Linked DNA regions of Mus musculus: regions 1 and 3 are each linked to region 2. Evidence: chromatin contacts called from public promoter capture Hi-C data. All regions are on one chromosome and are shown on one strand. Each heading gives the region's core, a stretch centred on a gene start, on an enhancer-like site or on the middle of the called end of the contact. The rest is flanking DNA. Distances are from core to core; before and after follow the strand shown. Region 1 holds the start of Vcan (versican). Region 2 holds the start of Dhfr (dihydrofolate reductase). Region 3 holds the start of Ap3b1 (adaptor-related protein complex 3, beta 1 subunit).

Evidence for each region. Promoter capture Hi-C pulls out the DNA fragments that hold promoters and counts their contacts.
Region 1: a contact with region 2 is called in a promoter capture Hi-C map of pre-B cells, with 5 times the contacts expected there. The contact joins the promoter of Vcan here to the promoter of Dhfr in region 2. A contact is called at or near these places in 1 of 39 promoter capture datasets (pre-B cells) and 1 of 115 datasets of contacts at active chromatin or transcription factors (astrocytes).
Region 3: a promoter capture Hi-C map of pre-B cells shows a contact between it and region 2, with 2.8 times the contacts expected there. The contact joins the promoter of Ap3b1 here to the promoter of Dhfr in region 2. A contact is called at or near these places in 1 of 39 promoter capture datasets (pre-B cells) and 2 of 484 Hi-C or Micro-C datasets (CD4 T cells and CD8 T cells).

What each region holds. Positions count from the first base shown.
Region 1 is chr13:89,740,781-89,743,800 of GRCm38.p6, reverse strand. It overlaps Vcan (versican), which reads left to right and starts at 1,289. Exons shown (of 15, transcript NM_001081249.1): 1 at 1,289-1,728. All of the region lies in intron 1 of Gm4117 (a long non-coding RNA gene), which reads right to left.
Region 2 is chr13:92,353,044-92,356,150 of GRCm38.p6, reverse strand. Dhfr (dihydrofolate reductase) reads right to left here and starts at 1,368. Exons shown (of 6, transcript NM_010049.3): 1 at 807-1,368; 2 at 452-501. The coding sequence starts at 892. It overlaps Msh3 (mutS homolog 3), which reads left to right and starts at 1,148. Exons shown (of 24, transcript NM_010829.2): 1 at 1,148-1,388; 2 at 2,809-2,926. The coding sequence starts at 1,251.
Region 3 is chr13:94,357,365-94,360,381 of GRCm38.p6, reverse strand. Ap3b1 (adaptor-related protein complex 3, beta 1 subunit) reads right to left here and starts at 1,422. Exons shown (of 27, transcript NM_009680.3): 1 at 1,151-1,422. The coding sequence starts at 1,278. It overlaps Gm9776 (predicted gene 9776), which reads left to right and starts at 1,459. Exons shown (of 1, transcript NR_045619.1): 1 at 1,459-3,017.

The sequences.
Region 1 (3,020 bases), core at 40-2,539, 2.6 Mb after region 2:
AAGATCTATGATCATATTGAATCTACAAACCTTAGAAAAGGAGCCCACATGCAGAAGGGTCTAGGTTACAACTTTAGAACTGTGGTTGGCAGCCAATCTAATTAAAGAAATCCAGGGTAAAGACAAACTCTCTGCGTTAATCACTACCGTTTCTGAAGCCCTGTGTTTGATGTCATTCTCTAAGCAAAACATTCAGAGTCAATAATTACAAGGATATTTCCATATTGGTGTAGGAGGAAAAGTTTGTAATTGTTTCAGTACCCTGAGAGTTACTTCGACATGTCTTGCGAACTTATTTTGTCCTCTCTCTAGAAACTCATACTAGACTTCAACGTAACGGAAAATTCAAAGTCGCCCTTTTGTGAGGGTCAGAAATCCTTTGTATTAACTGTTTGACCCTTTGCTCTTTAAGGTCCTAATGGAGTCTTTTGTGATTCAGTGAAGGGTGTGCTTCTCTATATTGATGTTGTTTACATCGATGGATAAGCCTGAGTAGGGGAAAAAAAAAATTGCGAACGTGAAAGATTCCATTTCCAGACAACATGGAAAGACTGGTAAGTCAAAGAAATCTGAGTTAGGCAGAAAATTCTGCAAGATATCCTGTGAAAGACAGAGGTATGGAAGAAGGAAGGAAGCGAAATACATTTAAGGAAAGACGCGGATTTGTGTCAGAGAAAGGATTCTCTTTGAATGGGACAAGGGATTGCTTGGGGGGATTTCCTGTCCAACCCTTTATTGCCAGGGTCTTTGTGTAGGGCCTGATGCCGCGGGCTCCCCATTGGGCAGTTCCCTAGGGAGAGCAGTCACGAAAAGCTTTTGCGTCTCCCTGGGGCTTGGGATCTCACTTTCTCAGTATCTCTTTCAGGTTGGCAGGAGCATTGAGCCTGACACCTCTTCTGATGGGACGAGCAAGCTCCGTGGTCGCATTAAACACATTATACGCAAGTTCTTGGCTGATGTTATAGAGTCCCGTCCGCTCCTAAGGACTGACCATACTTAATTGCTCTGTGCTTGCTGGCCGCAGCAGAGCCTGGGGACTCCTTTCCCCTAATTCAGAAGTAGCAGCCCAGGGCGGGGAAGAGGGGGTGGGGTGGGGATGGGTGGGAAGGCAGTTGTTTGAGACTGCACAGCGAGGTGGTACCGAGTCGTTGAATGAGGAGCACGGATTCCCCCCACCCCCAGCCGATTGGTACTTCTCATCAGGAAGAAACGCTGAGAGGTGGGAGTGCCTGGCCAGGGAGGCAGGCGGTCCCTACCGCAGGCTGAGGGAGCTCCTTTCCGCCCCTCCGCCTGTTTCCAAGCTTGGGCTCTTTGGAGTGACTGAGCTACGGAGCTCTTCAGGAGCCTGTGAATGAACCCTCCTCCTCCTCTCCCTCCTCCTTCTCGCTGAGTCTCCTCCTCGGCTCTGACGGTACAGTGATATAATGACGGTGGGTGTCACAACCCGCATTTGAACTTGCAGGCGAGCTGCCCCGAGCCTTTCTGGGCGAAGAACTCAAGGAGCGCGGGCGCAGCAGCTGTGAGCATTAGGTGCTGTGGCCAAGCGCTGGGACAAGGATCTGCCGCTACCAGCGCATCCTCTCTCCTCTCCAGCTCTGTCCCGCACTCGCTGCACCCTTCCCCAGGCCACCGCGCTTCCTATGTGATCTTCCGGGGCAACGCGGAGCCCTTTCTCACAGCTCAGCAGTGAATTTCCACCCCGAAAACTGCAGTAAGCCGCCTTTCAAGGTAATCACTTTTCTTTTGTTCCCCCATTTAAAAGAAAGAGGGAAAACTTGTTGGGAAAAGAAAACCGTCCAGCTTAGTAGGGGGAAAGACTCACATTGTAATTGGAAGAGGGCTTTAATTAAAGCCAAGAGGACTAGCTGTAAGGCGAAGTTAGAAAAATGTGCGCACTTTCAAACATGAAGGTAACTTGTTAAAGAGATGAATTCAGATAGACCTTGGTGCTGAAAAAGAGCTAGACAAAAGAAGTCCGGGGTGGGGTAGAGGAAAAGGACAAACCGAATAGGGGGAAGGGATTTTGTAGCGAAATCCTAGAAAAGTCCTGCTATCTTGAGTTGGAGGAATGGAATGGACTCCTCACACCTTGATTTTGTTCTCTTTAAAGTGGTCGAGGCAAAAGTTTGAATGGAGAGTCCCCAAACTTGCCCAAATGCAAGCCCCTGAAACCACCTTAGGGCAGACCACCTGGTTTCCTGGCTCCGTGTGTGTGGTCAGTATCTTTGGTTCCTGGAAAGTCACCTCTGGGCAGCTCCTGACAAGGCAGCAGGATACTTTAGCGGCCCAGGACCTGCACGGACATGACCCTTTCCCCCAACCCCTCAGGCAATGTGGGAGGCTATCTGGCAGGGGTTGGGTAGGGTCCTGGGGCTGCTTTTCTTTGATGACTTGAGGGCTGTCAAAGCTCTCTCACGTTGCCCCTGTGTTCTTTTGTCCTGCGCGTGGTGCTCCCGAGCCAGCCGGGAAGGCGCATTGGATGGGGGTGGGGTTGTTGGAACACCGTAGAGGTCTGGGAGGCTCCTGGGCGGGAAAGCTTTCCCTGAACTGGAGGGGTGTGCAGTATCTCCCCCCTCGCTCTGGAAAACGAAATGAAGGCTTGTCCCCCAATCTTTACTAGCAAACCAGGACCCATAGATTCTCCAGACAAAGGTGGCGTGGAGACTCGAGTTGGGGACCAATTGGTGCAGTCTTCTCGCCTGGATTACAGCAGTCCTCTGTTCCCTTCTGTATCTTCATCCGCTCCCATTTCTCCACTTGAGTTGAGCAACTTTACGGGCTGGTGGAGTGGTTGTGGAGAGTGCGTGCCGGGTTTCCCCGGGGACGCCCTGGCTGAGAAAGTCCTACTGCCCTGAGTAGGCGTGGGCATTGCAGAGACTTCTCTAGTGCCTGCAGACCCGGGACATCCCGGTTGTCTCGGTTTGTTCTCGGTGTCAATGGGCGTGGACTGCTCAGAGGGGTTAGACAGAAGAAATAGTGGTAAGAAAATAATGTCATAGCCTAAACTATTTGCTCTCGGA
Region 2 (3,107 bases), core at 119-2,618:
GCCTTATAATTATTGCACACCACTCCCCATTCTTTTAAAGTCAGTCACCCAGACTGCCTCACTGAAGACCACAGCCTTCATCCCACCGTGTCTTCCTAAAGCCAACAGATTTAAATTATTTTTAGCCTCTTCTCCCCTGCATTTTTCTCCATTTACTCAAGTCTTCTGTCTTTCAGTAACAATTCTAAATACCGGCTCAGGTCTCTATTCAAAGTGCTAAATTTTGCTGCCGATTCTGCCCAGTTATATTCGAGCTATATGCACTTGCTAACAAAATTTCAAACATAGAGTATTCTAAGAGGATGTTTAATAAAATCTGGGAATCGCACAAAAATTTCTAGCAAGAAACAGAGATCCCAGATTCCCAGGGGAGACTTTCTACTCATACCTCTACCATGTAAATCTTGCTTCAAGCAAACATAATTCTCATGACTTAATTACTCTACATTACCTTCCACTGAAGAGGTTGTGGTCATTCTTTGGAAGTACTTGAACTCGTTCCTGAAAGTTAGAGAAACAGTTAACCCGTCATGTATGCTCAGGCTCCATTCAGCGACGAAAGGTGCAAGTCCGGTGTGGGTGTGGGGGGTGGTGTTGCTGCCCGCTCAAGGACAGGACTTTGCTCCCGGCCAGGGAGCCTGTGAGCAAAGGCTGGCACAGCAGGGGGATCACCGCGGGAACCGGTAGCTTGGTCTCTGGCTGAGGCCGGTAGGCCTACCGCTCACGCCCGTCCCGCGCGTCCAAGCCAAGTGCATGACCCTACTCAGTGAACCGCCTCAGTTTCCCGAGCCCAGCCCGGCCAATACCTGAGCGGAGGCCAGGGTAGGTCTCCGTTCTTGCCAATCCCCATATTTTGGGACACGGCGACGATGCAGTTCAATGGTCGAACCATGATGGCAGCGGGGATAAAATCCTACCAGCCTTCACGCTAGGATTGCCGTCAAGTTTGGCGCGAAATCGCAGCCCTGAGCTGTGTACCACTTGCGCAGCTTAGGCCCCGCCCCCACCAAGGCCCGCCGCGCATCCTATTTGTGCAGCTAAGGCTCCGCCCCTACCAAGGCCCGCCGCGCATCCTATTTGTGCAGCTAAGGCCCCGCCCCCACCAAGGCCCGCCGCGCATTCTATTTGTGTAGCTAAGGCTCCGCCCCCAAGGCCGGTCCCGCACAGGTTGAGGCGTGCGCGCGCGCAGGCGCGAGAAAGTGCGGCCGCGCGCTCGCGCTCCTAGCAGGCCGGCTCTTCTGCACACTGCAATGCCCCGCGGGAAATCCGCGTCGGGAGGCTCTACTGCCGCCGGCCCAGGCCCGGGGAGGCAAACGGTTCTAAGCCGGTTCTTCAGGTCTGCGGGAAGCCTAAGATCCAGCGCGTCCTCCACGGAGCCAGCAGAGAAGGTAAAGTACGGCTCCGCGGCGCCCCTAGCGTCCACCTAGGCGAAGGCCGTCCCGGGCGGGTTCTGTCTGGGACGGGGCGGAGCTAGAGGGCGGGGTGGGGCCGGACCGCTAGGGGCGGGGTCAGGGTGGGGCGGGTGCGTAGCCGTCGTGGCCGGAAGCGGAGGCCTTATGGAGAGCTTATTAATGGTGGGTAGGGCTAAGGGGCGGGGCCAGGGAAGGCTTAAGGTGGCGGCTTCTTCTGGTCCTTGTTTTAGTTGACTTTTTTACCCGACCAGCGGTAATAGATTTGAGGTCTTGGTGCTTCCAGTCGGTAGCCGGAACCCGAGCCAGAAACTTCTATCGTGGTGAATGGCGAGGACTGGCCGGCCGGCCCAGGATGCGTTTTTTAACCTCTGTTCTTCATTCTTTCCTTTACATTTTCCCTACTGTATTGATGGTTGAAGAGGAGCTTTATTTACATATGCTTGCTTGGCTGACTAGAAGAAAGCTGTCATTAAGGCTAGTTTCTCAGAATTCAAAACCATGTGCTCTGTCTTTCTGATCCCCGTGCCAGAATATCGTTTTACTGTACAGATTTCCAGTGTAAGCATTTAGATGGATGAAGTTTCTGTACATGCTTATAGTTGGCTACTTCCTGTTGCTTGCAGCCCATCAGATAGTTCAAAGCAAAGCAAAGAGAAACAAAACCAAAACCCCATCGTGATACTGCCACAAACACAGGCCCAAGGATGTTTCCCACACTAGCTGGCAATGTGTCACACTTGTTCAGGGTGAGTTAAGGCCTCGGTCATTTCCCAGACTGAAGATGTAGAAGGTGATTGTAACGGGCATCTCCTGTATTTTACTGCAGTTGCAAATCAGTTTAAGAATCTTAACCCATTTCATTTATATTTCTTTCCAATACTGACTAATGCTCTACTCTCTCTTTTTAAGGCTTTTTTTTTATTTCTGTACATTCACTAAGATTCATTTTGCACTCACCACTGAGAGGATATTAGGCAAAAGTTTTAAGTTTTTCATAGATTATCTGCCAACAGATAGTCTCAGGACATCTTTTAATAGTGAATGGAAGCTTTGAAACAGGAAATACATTGGTCGTTTATTACTCCTCTTCCTTCTATAATTTTGCATTTTGAAAATAGATTTTTTAAAATTGATCTTGTAGAAGTATTTTATTTAACATATGAGTAGGAAAGTAGAGAATTCCACATAATTTTAGTAGAATGTGAGGTAATGAGAGACTGTTCCTGCCAGTTTCTGTCTCTGATGGCAAAAACAGTCACCCCCAACAGCCTTTTCAGAGTAAAAAGTAGAGTGGCAGGCAGGAACTTACTATCATTCTGCAGCAAGGTTAAATAACTCCAGAGACTTCAAGCTTTAGAATAGTGTTAATACACCATTTCCAACCTTCCCGATACAGGTGACAGAAGGTGACAGCAGGAAGAGGTCACTGGGAAATGGTGGGCCCACTAAGAAAAAAGCAAGGAAAGTTCCAGAGAAGGAGGAAGAAAACATCTCAGTAGCAGCTCACCACCCTGGTGAGTGCCAGAGACTAAGTATTCTCAGCTGCTGGCTTCCCCAGAAGGCAGAGGGGATCATGGGAGTGCTGAGCTTTGTTTTCCTGTGTAGGGAAGGAGCCCTGCTGCTCCTCAGCTGCTGGTTGAGAGGCTAGGCCCACAGAGGAGCTCAGTTCTCTTAGTAGTTCTTCCAACTTTCTCT
Region 3 (3,017 bases), core at 173-2,672, 2.0 Mb before region 2:
TTCCAGTTTGAGGCCAACCTGAGCTACAGAACAAGATTGTCTCTAACCACCTTCCCCACCAATTATTATTTTAGTTACACCTCTTAATATCCATAAAACTATCAACCAAGTTTCCTTACCTTAAGTGGGTAGAATCTAGTGATAGTCTATTATGTTTTACTATACTGCGTAACAATAAGAGAACAAAAATTTAAAAAGAATGTGTAATGGCATGGTGGTGTGTGCACTGGAGTAGCAGAGGCAGGAGGATTTCTCTGAGTTTCAGGCTAGCCTGCTCTACCTAGTGAGTTCCAGGCCAGCCAAGGTTACACAGTGAGACCCTGTCAGAAAGAAAAGGGAGGGGAACGACAAATAATCTAAGTTGTCATAATTCTGTACATTTATCCACAGCCCATCAACACGCCAAAATGTAAAACCCAAACTAAAACAGAACCCGCTAAGGATGTTTTCAATTCTTGGCGGTATTTGACGCGAACCATAAGTAACTTTTTACAAAAATCAGTATACACGGTTGGTGCTTATTTTTAAAATTCATACTATTTGTAAAGAACTAGAACTGGGTTTGGTTCACAACAACACTCTATTTAAATATTATCTCAGTGCTTCAGTGGGGGCGGGGAAGTACCCTGGTGCAAAGATCATCACATGAAAAACGCCAAAGGTGGTAGAAAAAATAAGTTTGTCATTTATACAAAACCCCCAAACCACCGCTTAGTCCCTACATTATAGGGTCCCAATAAGCAGCAGGCCCACTCCCCACTCCCTTCCCCAAATACCCTCGTCACCTTTAAATAAATGACTTTCTCGAGGTCTGATCCTGTAGACCTCAAATTCACTAGAAGTTCAAAATTCAAACTCCTGTGCGCAGCCCAGATCAACTCAGTCAACGGTTTGGGAAGTGGAACCTCGGCTCACCAACTGGTTTGCTTTTTCCCCCCCACACACACCAAAGTTTGAAGACCACAGGCGCCGCCTTGGGCGTCCCCAGACGTCCCCAACAAGCCCCGCACCCGGCGGGGCCACCCCCACCCACCCACCCACCGACCCACCGCAGCGGGGGCGGCAGGGAGGTTCCCCAGGAACCGAGAGCAGCCCGGGCGGCCGCCTCGCGTCCCGGCAGCGCTCCCGCACCCCGAACCCCGGTCCTCACTTCTTCCAATCGCTGCTGAAGAGGCCGAAGGCGCCCGAGGGAGAGATGGTCGAGGTGGCCTCCTGCCCGAGCTCCGCCGCCTCCCCTCCTCCCGACTGCTCGTTGTAGGCGAAACTGTTGCTAGACATCGCGGGCGGTGCTGGCCAGCAGGCGGGTGCGGGAGAGAGCGTGCGGGGTCCTCTACGGATGGCTGGCGTTCGGAGGACACCGAACCAAACTAGTTCTGGGGCGGAGGGGGCGCGCGCCGGCGCTTCCGGGCTCGTCACTGCTCCGGCTGACCGGGCGGCCCACCCCCTGCGCGTGCGCACTGTGTCCGTGCGGGCCCGCGCCTGCCGCTCCCGGTGCGCTAGATTGTCGCGCTCCGGGTGTTAGGGGCTGCCGGGAAGCTACACTCGGGACCCTTAACAGGAAGCTGGGGTTTTGCACCGGGTCAGCCGGAGAGTCGTGGGCACGTAAAGAACTGGATATGAGGCCCTTGGATGCGTTTTGGTGGAGGAGATCTCAGATCCTCCAGGGTTCGTTGCTTCTCTTCTGCTGTCCACTGATCGCTCCCCGATGGCTCCTGAAACGCGGTGCACAGGTCGGAAGAACTTGGCTTCAGCGGCCACAAGCTCTCAGCCCTCGAGGCTGGCTTCCGCCCCTCTCACAGCCAGAGTGGCCTGACGTTCTAGACGTGAAAGCTCCTCCTTCGGAGGAGGCTTTCAGGATCTGCGCGGAGGCGATCATCCGCCTGCAAGCTTTGCCTAAGTTTTTCCTGGGGCCCGAGGTTCTTACTTGAAGTTCGAGGCTTGCGTCCTGCCCGCAGTCAGCTGCCGCGAGCTAAGCCTGGGCCAGAAGCTGGAGTGCGCTCTCCTCCGAGCGCCGCCTGCTTCCACTCTTGGGCAAGTGGCTTTCCAACAACACCTAAGCAGCAAGATGGGATGGTTTCTGGCTGCAGAACTGCAACCCTTCTGTCCCGGGCAGCTTTCCAAGAGGACCCTCACCAGCCTCCCTGGTGACTACCGTTCCTTCGTTCCTCTTTCCCTACACATGCGGTCCAGAAAGGACTGAATACCTGCAGCCCTGCAGCAAATCACCAAAACCCAAGGGTAGCACCAGGCAAACACCAAGGTCCCACCAAGATTTCTCGACTTGACTGAAAGATTGCGTTGTCTCTCGGAAAACACGCTCCTCCTTAGTGCTAGGAGAGAGAGGAGCAATCAGCCTCCAAACTGACCAAACGTTGGCGGTTAATTAGCTTTTCAATACACCTATCCAGACAGTGTTCGAGCATCGCAAATATGTTTCTTCCCAGTGTTGATGATATTGATAGATTTGTAGAATCTCTCCTACGACTGACTGATCGATGGTGATGATACATAACAAGGTGTTATATGATGCTTAGCTTATACCCCAGACACTATACTAAGTGGTGTGCATGGATAAATTCATTTACTACGGGAAGACACTAGGCTTTGCTTATTTTGTCAAGTAATGACAATGTGAACACATCCTCAGTACAAAATATACCTGAGTATATAATTGTTTTTATTTTGGAATGTAAACGCTTTTACTAGATATTCTAAATTGCTCTCCTACCATTTACGTATGAGAGGGATTTCCTCACATTCTCATAATTTTGTCATAATGTGATATAGATTTTTGTGTTCTAATTAATTTTTATATTCATGTTGATAATGAATATGATTATCTTTCATGTGAGTTTTTTTTTCACATGGACATGTTAATCCAATTTATCTTGAATAGTTCATTTTCTTTTTATTATTATTTTATTAGGTATTTTCTTTTTTTTAAGATTTATTTATTTATTATATGTAAGTACACTGTAGCTGTCTTCAGACACTCCAAAAGAGGGCATCAGATTTCG